2 separate regions of the Danio rerio genome follow, and region 2 is linked to region 1. A link is a contact called in public HiChIP or PLAC-seq data. All regions are on one chromosome and are shown on one strand. The core of a region is the stretch at or near the end of the contact, and the rest is flanking DNA. Distances in the headings are between cores, read along the strand shown. Region 1 holds the start of tesk1a (testis associated actin remodelling kinase 1a). Region 2 holds the start of maml3 (mastermind-like transcriptional coactivator 3).

The links. HiChIP or PLAC-seq counts read pairs in DNA pulled down with a chosen protein or histone mark.
Region 2: an H3K4me3 HiChIP or PLAC-seq map of gastrula embryo shows a contact between it and region 1, with 2.1 times the contacts expected there. The contact joins the promoter of maml3 here to the promoter of tesk1a in region 1. A contact is called at or near these places in 2 of 4 datasets of contacts at active chromatin or transcription factors (embryo and gastrula embryo).

Annotation. Positions count from the first base shown.
Region 1 is chr1:43,325,371-43,329,745 of GRCz12tu, forward strand. It overlaps tesk1a (testis associated actin remodelling kinase 1a), which reads right to left and starts at 2,534. Exons shown (of 11, transcript XM_021476824.3): 1 at 2,350-2,534; 2 at 1,336-1,848. The coding sequence starts at 1,512.
Region 2 is chr1:43,618,564-43,622,938 of GRCz12tu, forward strand. It overlaps maml3 (mastermind-like transcriptional coactivator 3), which reads right to left and starts at 2,468. Exons shown (of 6, transcript XR_012407336.1): 1 at 1,547-2,468.

The sequences.
Region 1 (4,375 bases), core at 1,284-3,783:
ACTAAAGCTATTATACACTCTTGAGACAAAAAAATTATGGCTTTTTAAATTATTTAAATGTCAATGTGTGCTTACAAGTTTATGTGAACGAGATATTATTATGAACAATGTGCAGAAGTGATTTCTGATGCATTTATTTGTTTGTGGTACTATTTAAAAATCAAGACTTGAATAAAGGTGTTATAATAATCTATTATTTTTTCATTATTACTACTTTATTATTATTTATATTTGCTTATTTATTTATTAACTTATTTTAATGGTGTTGCCTCCTTTTTTCCATTTTGTTAGAGGGTGAGGTGGTTGGAGAGAAATTGAGATGTAAAATGTTTGCTTTGCTTACGTGACTGTTATATAGTGTGTAACCAGTAGTAATATGCAAACTGATAAAATTATAAGTATATTGTTAAAAAAAGAATAAAAGTGTTATATGTATTATGAAATATTATATCTTATATTTATCTTATTATATCTTATATCTAAAAATGCTGAGTTCCACTTAATCTTTTCAGGTCGTCCCAACGCAAATCAATTAAGTTTACTTAATGCTTTTTACAATTTTGAGTTGACTAAACATTAAAAATTAAGATGCCCCCCTCCTTAAAAACTCAAGTTCTGTTGTTTTAGCTCATTTTAAATAAGTAGTTAGTACAAGCAGCAAAAAAAGCTTTTTTAATTGAATAACAATAACAATTAGGAGACATTCTACCATGAAACGTACATTTTCTCTTATAAAAAATGTGACAGGACCTGATTTAAGCTTGTTGTCCTCAAAAAAATCATACAAAAACAAGCATAAAATCATACAATTCAATGTCAGAAGGCATCCTTTATTGTTAAATTTCAATTTAATGCAAATGTAACAGGACTGACCGAAACATGGGGACAATTGTACATTTATTAGTATCATATATTTATAGTTTTTATTTATAGAATTTATTCATAATTTCATGTTTTTGATCAGTTGATGTGAATGATAACAACAACTAAGACTTGCTATTTCGGAAGTATTTTATCCAAAATAACGGTTTTTAGCATAACAAAACTATTAAAGCTGTAGGTTAAATTTGGCTGAGGACATGGACAATGACAGTTTGTGCAGTGTAAAGTGTTTTAAATAAAGAACAAAAATCTGAGAACCAAATGAATGAGATATTCCTTTACAGAAATCAACCATCAGTCCATTTTAGAAAGTTTTGGCATGAACTACTTTTAATTCGCTGTATTTATGTTATTCCAGGGACAAATAATGTACGTTTCTGGTAGAATATCCCTTAAATAATAATAATAATTATTAATATTCTTAGTTTCTGTATCAAAAAGAGTAAAGTTTACCTTAAACACTTCTGAGAAGAACCCTGAGCCGATTTTTTCACAGAAAAAATCGTCAATCCGTGCCAGGCTGGACACGGCACTGCGCAGAGCCCGGTACGAAGAAGGCCGAATCCGGTTAGGCCCGTAAAGGGCATGCAAAGGGGGTTCGCATGGTTCTTGGTTCTCATCTTGATCCATTATGATGGACAGGCTGAAAGCGGGTCACTTTAACGCAACCAAGTCCAAATATCCATATTAAAAGGGAGATGCACTACAGAATAATCACGGCTCAACCACTAGCAAAAACTCGCGTAACAATGTTAACCACATAAAATTAGCCGATTAAATATTCTCCGAAAAGGCAAGACGACTTCCAGTGATGAGAAGTGCGCTCGGGCTTTCCCGAGAGATGCGGATGCCATGTTTCATATTCCGGCCGGTCCCTAAATCAGGTCGCTGCCGGTGCAGACAAGCAAATCTGTCCTCTCCAGTAGGTTATCTGACGGTAGATTCACTCTCATTCGAGCAAACAACCTGTAAGAAATGATGAATACTGTTTAAAATAAGTACTGCAATTATTCTTGTATGGATGAGCTGATAGAAATGGCGACAGCATGACCAGGTGAAATGATGCCAGAGACAGCAGCACTACCGTTACCGTTTCTATGACAAATCTTACGCAAGCTCTTAAATAAATATGAAAAGTAGCTAAATCATTCCGACGGCTGCAAAAATGCGGTGTGGGTATGTGTGTGTGTCCGCACCATCTGTCAAGCCTGGCTACAGACGGATCCATTGCGGATTGCTGCTGAAATGGCATGACCGCTGTGAGGGCTTTTGCTCCGAGCGCAGTTCATATCTCACCGTTATCGATTCATAAGCGACTGCCATTTCGCAGACTTATCCGATCATTGTTTTCTATTAGACATGCTAAATTTGTATAAAAAAGCATCTTTGAGTATGCATGCAAATTCAACCGGGAGAAACATGCACGTAGCTGGGCCCATGCGGCTGCCCCGGAATATGGCACTCTACCTGATTTTGGTGAGGTCGACGAAAATATGTTCTTATTTGGGTGCCGACGTTGCATTTAGCAGGTCTTCACTGTTTTGTCAACAACGTATCGTTTGCAAGCTGTCACTGTCCGTCTCGGCCATGGAGTAACGCGTATGCCGCTTGTAAATTTGACTGTTCATTGGTGAAGAATAGGGGCTGGTCTTGGCAAGGCTGGACATTGCGCGTCGAGCATGCGCAGAAAAGGTTCCAACGTGTGCCAGTGTGATTCTGCATTATTGAAGCACTTTCAGGAGAACGAAACAATGAGGCGCTGCAGGCTGCAAGACTAAAATCTAAGCTTAGCTGACTTCTAGCAATTGCTTTAAGTAATTTATCAAGGCGTTGCACATTAAAAATAAGTTTTACGTTGCAGTTTAGACAACCTATGCCTTTAATCGTGATGCCAGTTTTCATATTAAGGCTTCTGATTGGCCGCTGTGCACATCAATCAAGCATGCGAGCCAATGAGAGCGCTCAGCGCGATGGCGTTGCTCAACTATGATGTCACCTTTAAATTTCGTGTCACAATGCAACGTTTATAAAATACAGATGATATCATCGGCGTGAGTCAGCAGTGCAAAAACACCTAGATCTCTTTTATTTCAAATAAAAACATTGATTGCATCATAGCATTTTGGTCACCTAAAATAATGAGGATTAAATTATTGTCATTAAATAACCGACACATAAGTGCGTAGCTTAGTATTATTTTAGTCTAGAGCACAAGAAAGTTAACATATAACCTGAAATTGTATATAACCTATAGTTTGACGAGGTTTCTATATTAAATGGAAGGTTTGCCAAAAAAGCTCTCTATAAATACACCAATATGGAACACAAACAGCATAGTACATAAAAGCATAGTACAATCTAAGCACTTTATTCTAAAGCACATGGGTCACGAGACAGTTTAGAAACGTGTTAATGCTTAAAATTTGTAAAGTGCCGCAACGAGGCATCAATGTGAATATCGTTAAATTGAATATGTGACATACACTCTCAGAAAAAAATGTACAATGTTGTACCAAAGAAGGTACAAACCCTTGTCACTGGGGCAGTACCCTTTATGGGACAGAATTGTACCTTAAGACAAAAAAAACAAATTTGTATCATGGCAGTTTGTACCACAAGATCTGTACTATTGGAAACGAAAATATACATTTGGTTTTTAAAACCTGCAGATACAATATCATTCCTTCAAAAATCTGATCCATGAAGGTACTACAGTGACAAGACACTTGTACCTAACAGTGTCAAAAATGCTTACCAAACATTTATTTTAAATGCCTTACATATTTAGTTTACAATACCTATCGTTTTATGTTTTACCAGTTGTTTTGTATTATTGTATTATAGAACTTAATAATTAATGTTTATGAGTTTCTTTAACCATTTACTTTTAAATTTAAATCAGATGATTCATGGTTTAATTTGCTTGACGTGGTGGCGCAGTAGGTAAGGCTTGTCACCTCACAGCAAGAAGGTCTCTGGTTCGAGCCTCGGCAGGGTTGGCATTTCTATGTGGAGTTTGCATGTTCTCCCTGTGTTGGCGTGGGTTTCCTCCGGGTGCTCCGGTTTCCTCCACAAGTCCAAAGACATGCGGTACAGGTGAATAGGGAAGGCTAAATTGGCCTTAGTGTATGTGTGTGAATCAGTGTGTGTGGATGTTTCCTATTGATGGGTTGCAGCTGAAAGGGGAATCACTGCGTACATATGCTGGATAAGTTGGTGGTTCATTCAGCTGTGGCGACTCCAGATTAATAAAGGGACTAAAACGAAAAGAAAATGAATGAATGAATGTTTTAATAAGAAAATTATTCCTAAAATCACTTTGCCTTTCCAGTCATATTTATTTTCATTAGGTATTGTAATACAGAAGGAGTTGTCCAACACTTATGTGCCTTTTATGAGAACAATTGTGTACCTTCATTTTAGTTATACCATAAAAGGAACAGTATCATGAGGACTTTATAAGGTACAACTTTTACAAAGATACAAAACTGTA
Region 2 (4,375 bases), core at 1,218-3,717, 290 kb after region 1:
ATCAGACAAAAAAAGTGGAGAAAGTAGATGAACGTCACATATAATGTGTCTGAACTGTCCACTACTGATTAGATCATATATTTTAATACATTGGGTAAACAAGGCCTATGAGAGAAACACTAACAGATTCCAGAACCTCAAGACTGCAAGGTCTTCCCTTATCTCACAGGGTTAAGATAAAAAGTCAACACCGACACTGGTTTCAAACCCTACTGTCATGACAAAGGCTACAAGATTAGCTTAGCTAACACATTCATCTTTAAAACGTAACAAACAAACGTTATTTAACTTCTAATAGACCATTAAAATGCGTAATTTTCCAAAGTGACAGTTCCAAAATCTGAAAGTCAAAGCTAACATCCTAGGTGTTGGCTTGGGTGCCATTTAAAACAATTAGCACGATGGAGTGAAATTGTTATTTACCCACGTTAGCCTACTGAATATAACTGTATGTAGCCAGAAAGCGTGCATCCACGCGCGTGCAGCTATTTCCTCACAAAAAAATGCTGCCTACATAGGCGGCTCGCTAGGATTTGACACACATCCATTGTGTGGGGTCTGAACCCAGACACACACATAAGACCCTAACTCGACTTGATACAGCCACCTAGCTGCAGCACGGCGCTTATGTGGAGAAAACACGGAGAAACGGAAAGGCTGCGGTCTCTTTAAATCGCAATACCTTCGATGTGAAGCGTTTGCTGCTTATAAACCGGCTTACAGTAACATCCACACCGCACCGAGGGGGGTCGACGACACCGGCCATTAACGCTTTAAAACTACCGATGTCACCCTCAGAAATCGCAGACACTTAGCATTTCAAAGAGGACTGACACAAAAGACAGCGACACGAAGCTCTCCTGCAGTGGCTTGAGATTCGAGTGACCGATTTTAAAGCTGCAACTTTTCTGTGGTGGCATCTTGATCTTAGCATGCAGATAAACATGTATGTGCATTCGTTTCCTTCCTTTTTTTCTTTCAACAAATATCGCACCGAACAGTTACACTGCACACACACGCATGCCTAACTAGCAGGAAGAGAGAAAGAGAGGGATGTGAAATAAACGCAAAACATTAGCATCTTTTCAAACAGCGCGCCTAAAAGGAAACTGAAACTGGCACGACTCGCCATGTGTACCGTCGCGCTTCTCAGCAAAACAATACACGATAATACACATTCGCACAGTGTAGCTAGCAAGCTGATCTCGATTTTCAACCCCAATTATGTTTCCCAAACATGAAACACGGCTGAACTGCAAATAGTAAGTAGGAGGAGATCAAATGACATCATCAACTACTACATAACTTTAAACAAGGCTGCACAGAAAAGTGGTAAAACGCCTCCAAAGTCACGAGAAGCACTTTCACAAACGGTTTAATCAAGTTATGCTTTGATTGAAGTAACCAAAGTGTAAAAAGCACAAACGCCGAGCTAAAGTTTAATCACAACGAGTCTATGACCCAAACAAACACTGTTCATGTCCAAACACACACAGACACACAGAAGGAGAGGAGTCGGGCAGCCCATGGAGAGAGCTGAACTCACCGCGATCAGGGTGCTGTTCCTCTGCTCGGCGCTCGCGCTGGAGTCGGGCTCTTGTTGCTTGCTCTGCTGTTTGCTGTTGTTGGATTTCTTGGCCCGCTGCTCTAAACTCCGCTGGTAGAGGCTCACGGTCTCCCGGCGGTCCAGCTCCAGCTGCTCGGCGTGCGCCTGCTGGTATCGGCTCTCGCAGTTGACGTGGTGCCGCCGACAGCCCTCGATCCGCTGGCGGAGCCGCTCCACCACCGTGCTGTGCTTCGGTATGTTACCGCCGCCGGTGCTGCCGCTGTTGGCTGCATTAATGGCAGAGTTTAAGTTCACGTTACTGTTATTAATGCAAATGCCGCCGCCGGTCGGTACGGCAGCGGGGCTGGCAAAATCCCCCATCATCTGTGATTCGGGAAGAACTTTGTCAAGCCCCCCTGACTCTCTCTCTCTCCCCTCTCCAAAGCGGGGCAGAAGTCCGCTTCGCCAGGGAGCCAGATACAGTGAAATAGTGAGGAAAGAAGCGTTCAAACGAGCGTAAATCCCTCCTCCGGGAGGATCGCCGTGTCAACCATTCAATAGACAACAGTGCGGGACCGCGGAGGCGACCGGGGCTGCTACTCTCTCGCCGCTACTGGAGCTCCATCAAACATCCGGATGTTACTCGCAACCATCACGCACAAGCACCGCTGCTGCGAGCCCGTCGTTTTATTGTGTTGTCCTTCTGAAAAAAGTTTTGCCGTCTGCTGCGAACAGGCTCCGGAGTTGTTTCGTGAACTTGCATTTCATTAGTTTGGCCGGCGAAAGCCTCCCCGAGCGCGAACAAGGTGTGCAGTTCGTTAAAGTCCCGATGGCTGGAGAGGAAATCCTACAGTCGCCAGTGTGTACGGCAGCTGCCACCATCACAATAATCAAGCGCTCCCCTCCTCCATGCTAGCGGAGTGATATCAGGACAACAGCCGAGCGAAGAGCAGCCACCAGCCGGAGAGCAGCCGTCAGCTTCGCGCAAAACACGGACGGGATTCCAGTGCTCTCTGGACGCGGAGTCACGTTCACTTCACGGGAGGCAAACGGCAGAGCGGTATGGTGCTTTAGCGGCGGGTTACGGTACTGCAGCTGATGCTCGAGGAGGAGGAGGAGGAGAGCACAAAGCGCTGTCGGCGGAGGATTGAGGAGAAATGAGGGGTGAACGTATTTAAAGCATCAAAGAATATAATTTACAACAATGAACATTTAAGTGAAAATTATTTTGTTTATAAAAAATTAATTATTTGTATTGTTGTTATTGTTATGATTATTATATGTTTTATTAGTATTCTTAATAAATCAGTGTTTCTCAACCACGTTTCTGGAGGAACACCAGCTCTGCACATTGCACACTGATTCAGATCATCAGCTCATTAGCAGAGACTAAAAGACCTGTAATGGGTGTGACAGACAAAGGAGACATTCAAAACATGCAGTGCTGGTGGTCCTCCAGGAGCATGGTTGAGAAACACCATTAAATGTTATTTAATGACTTAGCCTCTTTATTAATCAGAGGTCACCCCAGTGGAACAAACTGTCAACTTATCCAACTTGTTTTACGCAGCGGATGCCCTTCCAGCTGCAACCAACACTGGAAAACACCCATACACTCTTGCATACACACTTATTCAATATACTGTCAATCTAGCCTGTTAAATTCACCTATAGTGCATGTCTTTGGACTGTCTGGGAAACCGGAGCACCCGGAGGAAACCCACGCCAACACGGGGAAAACATGCAAACTCCACAAAGAAATGCCAACTGACCCAGCCGGGGCTCGAACCAGCAATCTTCTTGCTGTGAGGTGATCGTGCTACCCACTGTGCCACCATAACGTTTATTATTATCATAAATAACAATGCATAATATTAATTTGAATTATATATTTATTATAAGTAGCAGTAAATTAATGCAATTGATTATATTATCATATATACTATTTTAATAATTCATATTTGTGTAATATGTTGCTGTGGTTGTTTTTATTATTATTAAATATTTATACACACATATATTTGTATTTAAATGAAAACAGAAGGGCAAACGAAAACCTTTAAAATGAATGTTAGATCATTTTAAACTGTATTGTACACTCTCTGAAAAAACAAGAGCTGTCACTGGGGTGGTACCGTTTCAAAAGACACTCATTTGTACTTAAAGGGGCCATATTGGTACCCCAAAAGCTTACCTAAACATTTTAAGAGGTAAACTTTTGTACTATCTACTAATATGTACACTTGAGGTATTTAGACATTCTTCAGGTACAAATGTGTAGCTTTTATAAAAAAACCACCCGAGTGACAGCTCTCGTACCTTTATTTCTGGGAGTGTATGTTGATCTGATCAGTGTTTTGGTGTGTTTTTCACACCACTGTATTGGAGCATAAAACTTATATATTTGTTAAACCTTTTATAGAAACTTCATTTTAAAAAAAGTGTTTAATTAATCATTTTAGCTGCTATTGTGAATACTTTTTACGTTAATTATACCGTTTTCTTTTCCTAAAGTGTTAATTGTCCAAACAGACTGTTTTCCATCTATTTGGCAATACAGGAAAGGTCTTTGTGAGTATCGTATCATGCTTCTGCTTGTGTCCACTATAGCTTTATCTTCACAGATTATCCTCTCAGTTATAACCAGCAATTGCTTTTTGCCTTTCAGAGTTCACTTTAAAGATATTGGCGCTCAAGCAAACTGTTGTTATGTGTATGTGTGTGTTGTGTGCGTGCGTGCATAATACACACGTCTTTAACACTGTCAGAAGAAAGTAACAGGATCAGGTGAGGCCCCGAAGCACTGACTGCACTCACTAAATGATGATG